5 separate regions of the Mus musculus genome follow, and regions 2, 3, 4 and 5 are each linked to region 1. Evidence: chromatin contacts called from public HiCAR-type and promoter capture Hi-C data. All regions are on one chromosome and are shown on one strand. Each heading gives the region's core, a stretch centred on a gene start, on an enhancer-like site or on the middle of the called end of the contact. The rest is flanking DNA. Distances are from core to core; before and after follow the strand shown.

Region 1 (2,700 bases), core at 114-2,613:
CTCCCCCGGCTTCCTTTCCTTTAATGAATTAGAATCTACCCAGACTCAGGGTTTGAGGTTACATAAGCATCATTCAGATCCTCTCTAACAGTCACATTCATTTTAGAAAAACAGCATTTTCATTAAAATGGTGTTATGTAAAAAAAAAAAAAAAAAAAAAAAAGAAGAAAGAAAAGGGGGAAAAAAGGGGAAAAAAGAGCAGTGTGTGTGTGTGTAGAAACATTCGCACTTGTAAGGAACATAGGATATATACATATGATGATAGTGCCTTGTAGGTTATGACCTACTTGGACAAGATGAAGAGACACAAATGTCTAGCTATGAGGACTGCAGTAGGAAAGCCACCAGGTGCCCCCCACCCCCCATTCCCCAGGAACTATGGCCTTGAATCATAGTAACTCATCCATCACCAAAAAGCATTTGAAATGGGTCAATGGGATGGTTTAGCCAGTAAGAGCGCTTCCCAGGAAAGCCGAGTTTGATTCCCAGAGCCCACTGTGGAAGGATAGAAGAGACCTCCTTCAGGTGCAATGGGGTGCATATACAGCATACAATTTTTACAACAACCCGATACAGAGTTAAAACTGCTTCTTTGGAGCTGCTACTCCTAGCAGACAAGTGGAGAAACCCTTCCTGAGAAACCTTAAGTTTGGGAGTTCAAACCTGAGCCTGGGCCTAAAAAATGAGGGAGAGCTTTCTGGGTCCACTAAGCACCTCTATCCTCCTCAAACTGAGGATGGAACCATGAGATGGGAGTTGGGGGTGGGAGGGGGAGCTGGACTGGGAGGATAGGGTAGATGCCTGAGTGGGAGGGGCTGGCACCTAAGGTGGCCTTAATACATAAGGTGTCATTTCCAGAGGTCAGTTCCATTCCTCACACTCTGGAGTCTCGGTTCCGCCCCCTACACACTCCTTCCCAGGTACATATCAGCGGTATTCTTATATAAGGCACTGGGCTCTAAGCAGGAAATACCGTAACTGCCTCGAACCCAATCTGGCTTCTCCATTTTTCCCCAGGTTTCGTAGGGCGGAACCATTGAGCCTTCTTGGAGTAAAGCGTCGGAAACACAAACACCCCAGCACCGAGCACGGAAAGCGGAGCGTTGGAGTGGCCTTTTTAAGTAGTTGGGAAGGGGGTGTGGCCGAGAGGACCAGGAGGCCGCAGCCCAGCAAGCGGGGAGTGGCCCGGGGGCGTGGCCGTGGCGACTGGAATGTTGTTGGGTCCTTGCACCGCATAGTAAGGAGGGGCCACGCCCCCTTTCTGCGAGCGGGCCAATCGGAGTGCCGGAGCGGTTTCAAGTCTCCCCCGCCAGCCTGCCCGCCCGCCACCCCACCCCCCTCGGGGATTCGCTTTTTCCGTAAGAAAATAGCAAACCTCTGCAGGGTCCGCGGCCCCCGCTGCTCGCCGGAGGAGGGTCCCGGGGCCTAGGACGCTGGCCTGGAGCGGAACGCGCCGGCAGGCGGCGAAGAGGCCGGCCCAAGATCTGGGAGGAGCGCGGGGGTGGGCGCTGCAGCCGCGGGTTGTTTATCTGGAGTACGGAGGGGAGGGGGGAGCCTGGAAACCGCCCCGTGTCCCATTTCCTCCTCTTGTTTTCGCTCCGGATTCTCCATGTTGGACCCAAACTGAGGAGCCCGGAGCTGCCACCGGGGGATCGGGGCTGGGGGCACCGGGGAAGCCGCCGCCTGGCCCGCCCGCCCTCTGTGCAGGCCGCCTCCCTTCCCGGCCCGGGGAGGAAACGCGAGGGGGATGTGAACAGCTGCGGGAGTCGGAGTCTCGGGAGCCGGAGCCCGACGGGCCCCCGCCCAGGCCCCCCAGCCCAGCCCGCCTGCGCGCCCGCCCGCGCGTCCTCCCGCCCAGCCAGCCCGGGCCCGCGGGATTGTTAGATGGAACACGGCTCCATCATCACCCAGGCGCGGAGGGAAGACGCCCTGGTGCTCACCAAGCAAGGTAGGGGCGCAACTTCCCAAAACTTTGTGTCGCCCCCGAACGGGGAGGGGGCGGAGGATCCGGCTGGACCCGGGGTCCGTCGGTCCTCGCGCACCCGTCGGGCTCTCGGACCCCGGTGGGGGCTGAGCGAGGCCCCGGCTGCCAGCGCCGGGCGGGAGGGTGTCATCCGCGCAGCTGTCACCCGTCCGGCCACCCCTCCCCCCCCGGGGGCAGTCAGAGGCTCGGGAGGGCGCGCGTCGCGCCAGGCCACCCGCGCCGCCCCCACCCGAGCCGCGGAGATGGAGTGGTCACTCCTCCCCCACCCACCACCGCTGCGCGCCTGCCCCGGGGCTCTGGGGAGGGTACGAGGGGTCCCGAGCTGGAACGCCACCGGGACCGGAGTTTTCACGCAGGACCGGGATGCCCGGGAGCTCGGCGGTGGCGGCGCGGGGACTCGGGACGAAGTTCACCGGCCCGAGGCGGGGGCGGTGGTGGGGGAGGGGGGAGGGCCGCGGTCACTGCCGGGCGCGGGACTCTCTTCGCGGCTCGGCGGAGCAAACAAGCCGGACCCGAGGCCCGGCCGGAGCCCCTCCCTGCCCCGTGCGCTCCCCCGGGGCCGCCGCTGCACAGACACAGCCGCGTTTGTTTAGCCCGGGAGCGGTGTCCCTGGTTACATAATTCGCCGGATGGCATCAGACCCAGCGTGTTTCTGAATCGCGCAGCGAAAAAGTGCGAGTTTGTCTGTGGGCAGAGGCTCGCGACCCCCCACCCCG
Region 2 (2,700 bases), core at 45-2,544, 1.1 Mb after region 1:
CCTTCCTCCATATTTCTCCGGTCGGCCCTGTCCTCGCCTCCTCCCTCTCTCCACCCAATGAAAGCCCCGCCCTTCCCTCCTCCCTCCCACCCCAGTCTGTCATACAGGGACATCACCCTACAGCAGTTCAGGCTGTGTCGTTCGCAGGAAGCATACATTGGCTTTTTTGGGGTTTGCGAGTTCCCAGCCCATAGTTGGACAGGATCCAACAGTAGCCTTCAATTGAAGCAAGACCCAAGGACAGTGAGAATCTGGGTCCTAATCCTGAGTCCTGCCAGCCTGACATGGGTAAGTATGATAGCTGCCCCTGGGAAAGGCCTGAGGGATGCCCAGCTCCCTCTCTGGCTGACTCAGCAGGGGTGGGGCCTAACCTTTGCTCTTTTGGGGGAGTGAAGGAAGAGAAACGGACTGTGGGGGGGACACGGGGCTTAGCTGGTGAGCTGCTGAGCATTGGCAAGCTCCAGCTCTAAGGAAGAGCCTGGGGTTGTATCTTAGGTTAGGGCTTCCTTCCTCACCCTAGAACCCCCCGCTCCAATTTAAGTGCAGAGATTCAAGTAGTATTTTACTGTATTCATTACTAGTTCAGTCTTGGTCTTGTAAGAGATGCTTCCCCTCCCCCTAGTTTCTCTCGGTGTTTCTTCCTCCCCCCTTTAACCCACCACCGGGTCGGGGCTGCACTGAGCAGCTGCTTCCTGTTGCCCCAGAGGTTGCTGCAAGGGTGGTGGTGGTGGCTGGGGCCAAACCGAGCAATGAATAAAGTCGATTCTTAGCCCTGCATCAGCCTCACGACCCTGTTACGGATGGCCTCCACCATTGACAGGACAGAGAGCGTTTTGCCTCTGTGGTTTCCTGATTCCAGATTTGTACAGCTGTAGTACGGATAGGGCCGGGAGAAGCCTGTTTACCTAGCAGGGCGCTGTGCGTGACCCCGACATGCTCTCGGCCTTGAGTTCCCTCTCCTGCTCTCCTAGGCCTCCTTGAATCTTTGTGGCTCCCACTGTCTCTCCAGCCTCCTTTGTGAATAAGTCTTAGCTGGGCGCCCCGTGCCGGCAAAAAGAGCTCTTCAAGTACTCCAGTTCAGACCCACCGCTGTCCCCAACTACGCCGCAGAAGTTTCTGTCTTTTCCTGCATCTGGGATCCTTCCTGGTTCTGGCCCCTAGGAGACGCCACCCGCCGTCCCCTCCCCCAGCGGAGCCTTCGCGACAGCCGTCCCTGAGCGCTCGTCCTCACCCGGGTGGCTCCTGCCCCTTTAAGCGCCGCCCCCCCCCCCTCCGCCGCCGGCCTCGGGCTGGGGGAGGAGGCGCCGCCGCCCGGCTCGGCCACCTGCGCCGCCGCCGCCGCCCGGCCCGGCCCTGCTTCAGGTGAGGCCCGGCATCCGCCTCCAGGCCCGGGGTCCAGGGCAGGGCGTCCCCGCAGCCGCTTCCTCCCCTGGGATCCAAGCTCTGACCTTCCCTGCGCCCGCTGCCCTTGCTCTCTCCCCCGCCCTGCCTCCTCGCCCGTTCCTCCCCTGTCCTCTGCGCCCGGGATCCGGAGGCTTCTCACGCCTCTCCGCCATCCTCTCCCGGGAACCCCTCCTATTCCGGCCCTGGATCTCCCCTCCCCCGCGCCTCCCTCGCCAGAAAGCTCTCCCGCGGTCTGGGTTTCGCCTCCTCTTCTCTGGAACTAGCGCTTTCCCACGCCATCCTAACCCCGGAGGGGGGGGGAGATAACCGCCACCCCAACCCCTCTCCTGGTAGTGCGGGGGGCGGGGGGTACGACGCACGTTACGGGCGCTGTCCGCCCTGCTCCGCTCACCCTTCAAGTTCAGCTAAGTCTCACCTAAAGCTTTTCTTGCCGAGTTTGGGGTCGGACCCGAGCACCGCCCCCTGATCTCGGTGGGAAGGGCGCTCGGCCCCGCTGGAGCTGGCCCCTCCCCCTAGTCCGGGCGCCGGGGGCAGCGGCGCTGCGGGAACCTTGTGATACTCCGCTTCAGCGGCTGTTGCGGCAGAACAAGACTGGGGCTAAGTCTCTAAGGGATTGGGGGTGCTGGGTAAGGCAAAGGAAGCCCAACCTTCTCTATTTCAGGTTACTCCAGAAAACAAAACAAACAAAAACCCCGAGATGTCACTGTCTTATATGCCTATCATATGCCCAGCTGTCCGTTGGGGAATTTGGAGACTAAATCCGAGGGGCGCAGACCCACTTGGAGAAGGGGAGGGGTTACAATCTTTTTGGCATATTATGAGAGAACCTAACCTTACCAAAATACGGTGAGATTGTCTCCTCCGAACCTGAGTGCCGAAAAGGAACCAATGGGAATTGCTACAGGGCCAAGAGCTGTGGCTAAGGCAAGATCGGTTCAGTCATGGAGTGGGAGGTCTTTATAATTACCCTACCTTCAATAGGAAATACTCTTTCCATCCAGCTGAGCCCCGAGCTCCTTCTCTAGTGCCCCTGCCTCCAGAATTAGTAGAATGGGTGTCAGGGTTTGTCTTATACTACTCTGAGTCACAACTAAAGGTGCTGGGAAGGGCGCAGTGTGTGTGTCCTGTAGTGCTTAAGGTTGGATGCTTGGAGTGTCTTGAAGAGGAAAGGGAAGGTACAGCTAGGATGCATACCACCATCTCATAGCCCCAGCCATCTGGCTCCAGAGTGGCTGGCACAATGACAGCTGACCCAGAGACAGGGAGGTACAGCAGGAACTTGGAGGGTGAGAAGGC
Region 3 (2,700 bases), core at 90-2,589, 1.2 Mb after region 1:
TTGTCTCCACATCCCTGGCGCTGGGACTCCAGGAATGCTGACCACCACATTTTTAATTCTCCTAAATTTTGTGCATTTTCTCCACTACAAACCAAGACCACACCTTTAATCCCAACACTCTGGAGCCTAAAGTAGGTGGATCTGAGAGTTTGAGGTCAGGCTGGTCTAGCTCGTAAGTTCTAAGAGATACGGAGAGGCCAGGTCTTAAAACTAAAAACAATTGGGGGAGCACGTATATGTTTTGTGTTTCTTTGCTTTTTTGTCGTGTGTGTGTGTGTGTTTGTGTGTGTGTGCACGCGCACCGGCATGCGTGTGGTGTTGCACACCCCTGCAATTCTAGCACTTGAGAAGTTGAGGTAGAAGGTTGGCCACGAATTCAAGGCCAACACGGGCTACAAACTGAGTACTACGGCAACAAGGGCTATATCTCAAAGCCCTGTTTCTAAAACAACAATAAAAAAAGATTTCAGCCGGCCCAGCACTTGGGAAGCAGAGGCAGGCGGATTTCTGAGTTCGAGGCCAGGCTGGCCTACAAAGTGAGTTCCAGGACAGCCAGGGCTATACAGAGAAACCCTGTCTGGGGGGGGTGGGGGGGGGGAAGATTTTGAGTTCACTGGCTTATTTTAATACGTGAACTTTAGAGAAAGAGAACTTTAGAGAGAGACTATAAGTCCTCCGCAGCCACCAAATGACCTAAGAACCTGGGCTCCATGACGCCTAGCAATGAAGCGCGGCGGGCTGCTTCTGGACCGTCTTTCTGTCCACTCAGCGCCAGCGCGCATCCGTGATTGGGGTGTTTGCAGCCCGCACCGCCTGCCTGTAAGTGTGCACTGGCCACCCCTGGCCTTCGAACATGGAAGGTCACTACGTGGCTCCCGCATCCCGCTCGCTCTCATCTCTCTTTGAAAGTGTGGCGTTTTCATCTGCACCAGAGCACTCCGTCGTCCCCAGCCCTGGCGCGTTTCCACGAACTCCGACTGCGCAGAGGCCGATCCTCTCCCCGCCAAAGCTCTGACGCGCGCCGGTGTCCCGACTGTCCCAGCCTCCCGCGCCTTTCCCCGCCTCCCAGCGTTCCTCCTCCTCAGTGATTGGACGCGGTTCCTGTCCCTTTTGACTCCAGACCACGCCCCCTCCCCACCCAGCCGCCTCCAGCTTCTCCTCAATCGAACCCGTGGCGCTCCTGGCTGGAGGCTGTGAGGGGACTATGGGTGTACCTGCGGGATCCGAGTCGTCCCGGACTGGCCCCTCCCCGGACCCCAACCACTCCCACCGGGCCGGTCCTTCCCCCCCCCACCCCCCCCCCGCAGGCTCCACTGGCCCCAGGACTGCTCCCGGGCTCCTAGTCTCGCCCGCCACTCTTCCGCCCCTCCCTCCTCGCCGCCGCTCGCACGTCTGGAGCGCCCGGGCCGAGCGGGTGGCGCGCCGGGGGCATGCGCTCCATGAGGGCTCTGCAGAACGCGCTGAGCCGCGCGGGCAGCCACGGTCGGCGGGGAGGCTGGGGTCATCCGAGCCGGGGCCCGCTTCTGGGCAGGGGCGTCCGGTACTACCTCGGTGAGGCCGCAGCGCAGGGCAGGGGGACGCCGCACAGCCACCAGCCGCAGCACTCGGATCAGTAAGGCTCGCGGGACAGGGGCAGGGGACAGGCTGGCTCCCACTCCCACTGTCGTTCTCGCTAGCTCCCTGGGAGTCCCCTTCCCCAGAGAGCGAGCGCATCTCATCTCCTCTCCGCGCTCACTAGCCTGCGATGCCTTTTCCTTTAGATGTGGGGCTTTGGGTCCGCCGCGCTCGGGCGGTCAGGTGCTGTCCGCCGCGCTCGGGCGGTCAGGTGCTGTCCGCCCGGGAGGGCGTTTGGGCAGGTCGGTCTTCGAGATGATGCCTGTCCAAGGTGCGTACTTATTTGGGAACGCAGATGGGCGCGGAGTGTTGCTTGGTGCACGTGTCTGAGTGCAGGGCCGAGTGCACACCTGCCCATCCCCAGCCTCTCTTCTCTGGTCCCAGTATTTTAGGGAATTTTGTGGATATCGAACAGCTTCCTGCCCCAGGTCCAAGTGCGCTTGGGTCTGACTGTGTGGGGTTTCTTGTCTCTGCCTGTCGTCAGTGGGTAATGTGCGGTGTGCGTCATTGCTGATGCGCACGTAGGTGCGTATGTGTCCGGAGTGTTTTTGTAGCAGAGCTTAACCGTGGAATATCTTATATGCTGGCAAAACACTGATAATCAAGTTTCCAACTTGGTTTTGGAATGCGTTGATTATTCATAAATGAGAAAATTGTGAGACAGTTCCTAAACCAGTCAGCTATTGCGTTGCTCTGCCTCTCTAAATTGAAGTGTTTTTCCCCTTTGGGGCCATCTTCAACCCAGGAAGTCGACCCCCCCCCCCCCAGCATACATTGCCCAGGAATGCTTAGTAGCTGGGCTTTCTCTCCAGCCCCAAGAGGAGTGTTTTCAAAGCATGAAATTTGTTATCCTCAGACATCCAGCTGGACGTTGTCCTGGTAGCTCCTGCCTCATTATGGCAGTATAGGAAATGGACCGTTTTTTCCCTATCATATCAGCTTAGTGATATTTAGAAACATATGCACACCATAATTAAATGAACCAGACTGACACAGCAAACTACCTCAACACCAATAAATATGGTTGGGTAAGCAAATACCATTTGCTTATCCGTTCCCTTGTAAGACCTTTGGGGTGAGGAGCCA
Region 4 (2,700 bases), core at 134-2,633, 1.0 Mb before region 1:
AGGTGAACGCTACAGTGCAAGTCAATGGTCATGGGGTTAAAGTCTCAATTCCATCAGCTATCTCATCCTGCATCAACTAGCTGATTAAGTAACCCAAGTCACAGACATGCTTGGGCAGATACCATGCAGCCAACAACCTACAGAAACAGAGCCTTAAAATTAGTTTATGTCACCCTACAAAATGTTAGGTATCTCTTTGGGACCTATTTTCCCTGAGGTGTTAGCAGATCAACTCTGAGGTCTCCATTATTTTCAACACCTTGCTACCCAGGTTACAGGCTGAGTACATCCAGACAGACTTCAGGGGTGCCTGGTATTTTGGTTCTACCTCCTCCCTCAATATACCCCACAGACAGATAAGCTTATTTAAGTCTGGTAGACTTTTCAGTCAAGAATGTCATCATTCAAAAGGCAGGTAGACTAAGGTAAGTGTGTGTGTGTGTGTGTGTGTGTGTGTGTGTAAGCATGTGTGTGCATGTGCACGTGTGTTTGTGCGTGCGTTCGTGTGTGCATGCGCACGTGTGCTTTTTCTTTCAAGGTCTTAGCATATATTAGTGTGGTTGCTTTTATTCTTCTTAGCTACTATTGTTTGGAATCTGATTGCCAACTTGGATTTATTAATTTATTATTTAGTTTATTAATTTATTTAGTTATTTATTAATTTATTATCATTCCCTCCAGCTCCATCTATTATAAACCAAGCTCCCATATCCCAAACCATGTCCTTTGTCCATCCATCTAGCCATCCATCCATGTGCACATACGTTTGAGACAGGGTCTCACTGTGTTGTCCTGGCCGGCCCGAAACTCATAGGTCTGCCTGCCTCTTCCATACAGTGCTGGGTTGCCAGGCTATACATATACATCATATACAAATACGCATACATATACATTATATATGTCCAATTTATGGGCATAAAAGACCTCACTGGCACCGATATTAATTTTTTTTATGAAAGCCACTGTTTCATTCGCCAACAATATAATAATCGACACAGTTCTCTCGCTAGGAATTGAAAGGCCTTGGAACACTGCAACTACTTTAACTGTACTCTCTAAAGTTTCCCTTAAGTAACTGCAGCTCAGAGCACCAGCCGGCTCAGTCCTTCGCTGGCTCGCTCCTTCGCTGGCTCGCTCTTGCCCTCCCATTCCATCTGATCTATGGTTCTCAGGACATAGCGGAGACTGCTGGCTGCAGACGCTGGAAAATGTAACTCGGAATTTCCTACAATCTCAGCTCCACTTTCTCCCGGGCGCCGGCTCGGGGCTGGAGCCTTGTTATTGTCACGTGGCCGCGGGTGCCAGGCGGGCCAATGGGCGCGCGCCCGCCTTCTCGCCCCGCCTCGCCGTTCCGCCGCGCCGGGACATCGCGCCCCGCCGCCCGCCGCAGGCGGAAAAGTTTCTCGGCGTGCCATCCCGTTCTCGGACGCCGCTCGGGCTGCCTTCACCGTGGCTGCCGGTCCTCCGCTGCTGGCTCTCCCGCTGTGCAGGGGCATGCGAGGCCTTCAGTGCGGGGACTGAGCCACCAGGAGCACGAGGCGGCGATCGGCGTGTCCAGCCCGGTCTGGGAGTCGGTGCTTTTGGGGGTGCGCGAGGTTGTAGAGCTCCGGGCCGAACCGGAGGCGGCGGGGCGCGCGGCGATGGGTGCTCCCGGACTCCGAGCGGCCACCGCGGCGCTGGGACTGCTGCTGTGCGCGGGGCTGGGGCGCGCGGGCCCGGCGGGAAGCGGAGGCCACGGGGCTCCCGGGCAGCTCTTGGACGACGATGCGCAGCGCCCGTGTCCAGCCGCCTGCCACTGCCTCGGGGACCTGCTGGACTGCAGCCGGCGGCGGCTGGTTCGCCTTCCCGATCCTCTCCCGGCCTGGGTCACACGGCTGTGAGTATCAGTATCATTCCGGTGGGGTGAAGGAGACCGGCCCGCCAGGGGTGCGAGACCAGAAGAGTCCGCCTAGGCCCGGGGCTCAGAGCGCACTATACAGCGCCCAGGCCGCTACCGGAGCCCTGTGGGGGGACTCAGTCTCCCTCTGCATCCGCGCAGGTGGGTTCTTGAGTCGCCACTCCTAGGCCAGCAGACCCGACGCCTGCGATTGGGAGCCAGTCTGCGAGACACTGTATTTTGCAAGTTTTCTTCTGAGTTTATGTAGGAAACTGGCCCAACTGTAGCTTCTCAGGGGTTAGTTAGGGTCCCTAGACGGTCACTGCAGGCGCGCCTTTCTCTTATAACCCCCCTTGCTCAAGCAAAGCCGCACAGACTTTTTCTCTCCGCAGTGCTTAATTTCACATTAGCAGACCATCAGCCTCGCTCCCGGGCCACTTTGAAATGCGTCTGCGTCTTGGTTACTGTGAGAAGTTGGGTGCGAAGACTGATCGGGTAGATTAAGCAAAGGAAGTAGGTTTTCACAACCGAGATCTGGGCAAGTTTAGAGCCTGCGCTGAGTGCTGTTTGGCGGATTTTAGCTGGGAAGCCAGAAACCCCGAAGTCACTGCCAACTGTGTGGATAGAACACGGAAGAAAATATAATTTACTTGGAAATGCGAGTCCTTACAAATGTCAGCTCTCTTTATTCTCTCCCAACCCCTAATTTTGTTAAAATTGGAGGGGGCGTTTAAGCCATAAGCAAAAAAGCAAAAGTTGCACTTAAAAAAAAAAGAAGTTGTCCCGTTTAAAAGAAATCAAATCACTTCATACTTAAAGATTCT
Region 5 (2,700 bases), core at 127-2,626, 1.3 Mb after region 1:
CCCTCCCTCGAAGTTGGGATACCAGATGCAGACCTCAGACAAGCCCTTGTCCTGCCAGATGCTGCTCCCCAAGTCCCTGCCTGGCTTCACTTACATGCCCCCTGTCTCCAAATTCCTGGTAGGCCTGGCTCTAAGGAATGCTCTGGAGGCAGCTGGCTGCCAGGCTGAGGTCTGGGCTCTTCAGCTTCAGCTTTACCGATTAGGAGGTGTGGAGGCTACACAAGCCCTCATCCACCATCTCCAGGAGCTCCAGAAGAGTGGACACACAGACCGGGAAGTGTCTGTGGATGCCCTGTCCTCTGCTCTGCAGCTCTTAGCCTGGGAGCAGCCAGGTCCAAAGAGGGCCAAACGTTCGATTTCCAACACAGACTGCGACAATGATCAGGAACAGAGTGTCCACAATGTGGTTGACCTACTACCAGCAGTAGGCACCTACTACAACCTAGGCACAGCTTTGTATTACGCCATTAAGAACTGCTCTGACAAGGCCAAGGAACGAGGTCGAGATGGGGCCATAGATCTGGGTTATGATCTCTTGATGGCCATGGTAGGCGCGTCAGGGGGCCCAGCTGGTGCGGTGATCACGGCTGCTCTTAAGCCAGCGATGAAGGCTGGGGTTCAGCGGCTGATCCAGTATTATTATGATGAGAAAGAGGTGACCACCCCTCAGCCAGAGGTGACCACCCATCAGCCAGAGACCGGAAAGGATGCCACCACAGATATCGGTGTTGTGGAAGAAATAGCCATGTCTAATTTTGTGTCAGAAGTTGAAAGTACAACTTCTAACTGGGAGTGGCCTTTATTAAAGAACTATGGTGTCTTGGCGTACAAGAGATAGTAACAAAACAACCAATAAGTGGAAAATTCTGACAAGAGAAGTGTAGATGGATGGATGGGTGGGTGGATGGTTTGGGATACTGTCATCGCTTGCCAGTAATTTCCTTCTTGAAACTTAGATTTTTACACTCTAATGGGGCTGGCTAACTTCCACCTGAACAAGTGATTATAGAAATTAAAAAGCGTTATCATGAACCCACAGTATTTATCATTCATATCCTCAAAAATACCTTATTACCTCAGCTCTTCCCTCCCTATCCTAAGGGACGCAGGTCCCACCCTTTCTATGGAGTCCTAGGTGCCTTCACGCACCCTGGTTTCAGTTTCCTTTCCCTAGAACTCACGGTTCGGTTCGGGTAAATCAGCTGCTAGAATTCCTGGCTAAGACTTTAGTTGGGCTCCGCCCGACTAGGGGGGCGGGAGCGGGCACTAACGAGCTTCTCCCTCTCCGCCAATCACTGAAGTCGGCGGTGTGGTTTCAAGCAGCTTGTCCAGCCCAGCGCTGAACGGGGTTGTGTTTCAGCCAATGAGAGTGACACGCGGGGAGGGCGTGGCTAAGCTTTCGGTCGCCCCACCGATCCCGGAACGCCGAGCGTCCACAGCCGGGTGATCCATTCCGCCAGCCGGGTGACCCATTCCGCTGTTCGCTATCTTGGTCCGCCGGAGTCGGGGGAGGGTGGAAAACGGGTCCTTGAACCGCTTGGAGAATTGGAAGTTGCAGCGAGAGCACTGGAAGGAGCGGCACTGGACCCTCAGAAGGTACAGGCCCCGAAAGGGTGTGCGGAGCGGGGCGGAGGTGCCAGCCGGTTCCCGGGAAGGGCTGCTGCCCCGGGTGATGCCCCTGTAGACAAGGCTTCTGCTCTCTGGCTGAAGTCGAACACCCTGCAGGATGCTGCACCGCTGCACAGTTCTACTTCTCAACCCTGTCGACTTCCTTCCAAAACTCCTCCGCAACCCTTGCAGCTGCTCTATGTACCCATTATGATCCTTGTCATAAGCCAAAGCTTTAACCTCTGCTCTGCGAATCTATTTACTTATTTGTTTGCTTCCTTATTATATTTTTAAAATTTGTATGCATGTTGTGTTTATGTACTAGGTGCGTGCCTGAATTGGCCAGAAGAGGGCCGAATTTACTAGGACTGGAGTTAAGATGGTTGTGAGCAGCCATGTGGGGGCTGGGAACCGAACCCAGGTCCTCTGGAAGAGCAGCCAGTGCTCTTAACCATGGAGCCATCTCTCGAGGCCCTTTACATAATTTTTGATCCTTGCACAAATAAATAAATAAATAAGAAAGACATCCTTGATCATTATGTGTGTGTGTTTGTATAATATATATATATACACATATGTATATATATATATTATATACATATAATACATATAAACTATAGTCCTAGAGGTGAAACTGTTTGCTTAAGGTTACACACAAAGTCTAGTTTATTTCAGAAAACCTTATTCAGTGCAAAACTGATATCGGAGAGTGAAGCCAACTAGAGAAAGTACTTTGTTGCAGCCCCTATAGCCTACGTGCAGTTAGTTCACTTAGGCAGACTTTGGGTGTGAGGGTTGAGACAGGGTTTCTCTGTGTAGCCCTCCTGTCCTGGAAACTCAAAGATCCACCTGCCTCTTCCTCCCAAGAGCTGGGATTAAAGGTGTGCACCAACACCACCCGTCAAGTTTTTGTTTCTTAGAAGCAATACAGGCATATAATTTAAAGAGTCAAGTACCCGTTTGGAGCTGTAGCTCAACCAAAGCTTTCACAGAGAGTAAGGCACGAGGATCAAGGATTGCAAGAAAGCTAAAATGAAAACAAACATTTTGTTTGAAGAGAGATTGGATCAGGGCTATGGAGATGGTTCTTCA

Evidence for each region. Promoter capture Hi-C pulls out the DNA fragments that hold promoters and counts their contacts. HiCAR-type assays count read pairs that join an accessible place to other places.
Region 2: a contact with region 1 is called in a promoter capture Hi-C map of pre-B cells, with 4 times the contacts expected there. The contact joins the promoter of Baz2a here to the promoter of Ctdsp2 in region 1. A contact is called at or near these places in 1 of 39 promoter capture datasets (pre-B cells) and 1 of 9 other capture datasets (adipose tissue).
Region 3: a promoter capture Hi-C map of pre-B cells shows a contact between it and region 1, with 5 times the contacts expected there. The contact joins the promoter of Gls2 here to the promoter of Ctdsp2 in region 1. A contact is called at or near these places in 1 of 39 promoter capture datasets (pre-B cells) and 1 of 115 datasets of contacts at active chromatin or transcription factors (pancreatic cancer cells).
Region 4: a contact with region 1 is called in a HiCAR-type map of astrocytes, with 3 times the contacts expected there. The contact joins the promoter of Lrig3 here to the promoter of Ctdsp2 in region 1. A contact is called at or near these places in 5 of 115 datasets of contacts at active chromatin or transcription factors (astrocytes, embryonic stem cells, extraembryonic endoderm stem cells and 2 more).
Region 5: a promoter capture Hi-C map of pre-B cells shows a contact between it and region 1, with 2.1 times the contacts expected there. The contact joins the promoter of Stat2 here to the promoter of Ctdsp2 in region 1.

Annotation. Positions count from the first base shown.
Region 1 is chr10:126,977,354-126,980,053 of GRCm38.p6, forward strand. It overlaps Ctdsp2 (CTD (carboxy-terminal domain, RNA polymerase II, polypeptide A) small phosphatase 2), which reads left to right and starts at 1,364. Exons shown (of 8, transcript NM_001113470.1): 1 at 1,364-1,948. The coding sequence starts at 1,885. Gm40798 (a long non-coding RNA gene) reads right to left here and starts at 167. Exons shown (of 2, transcript XR_872169.3): 1 at 1-167.
Region 2 is chr10:128,091,489-128,094,188 of GRCm38.p6, forward strand. Baz2a (bromodomain adjacent to zinc finger domain, 2A) reads left to right here and starts at 1,295. Exons shown (of 30, transcript NM_054078.2): 1 at 1,295-1,362.
Region 3 is chr10:128,193,296-128,195,995 of GRCm38.p6, forward strand. Gls2 (glutaminase 2 (liver, mitochondrial)) reads left to right here and starts at 1,340. Exons shown (of 18, transcript NM_001033264.3): 1 at 1,340-1,612. The coding sequence starts at 1,431.
Region 4 is chr10:125,964,836-125,967,535 of GRCm38.p6, forward strand. It overlaps Lrig3 (leucine-rich repeats and immunoglobulin-like domains 3), which reads left to right and starts at 1,384. Exons shown (of 19, transcript NM_177152.5): 1 at 1,384-1,876. The coding sequence starts at 1,641.
Region 5 is chr10:128,269,122-128,271,821 of GRCm38.p6, forward strand. Stat2 (signal transducer and activator of transcription 2) reads left to right here and starts at 1,377. Exons shown (of 24, transcript NM_019963.2): 1 at 1,377-1,596. It overlaps Apof (apolipoprotein F), which reads left to right. Exons shown (of 2, transcript NM_133997.3): 2 at 1-2,129. The coding sequence ends at 838.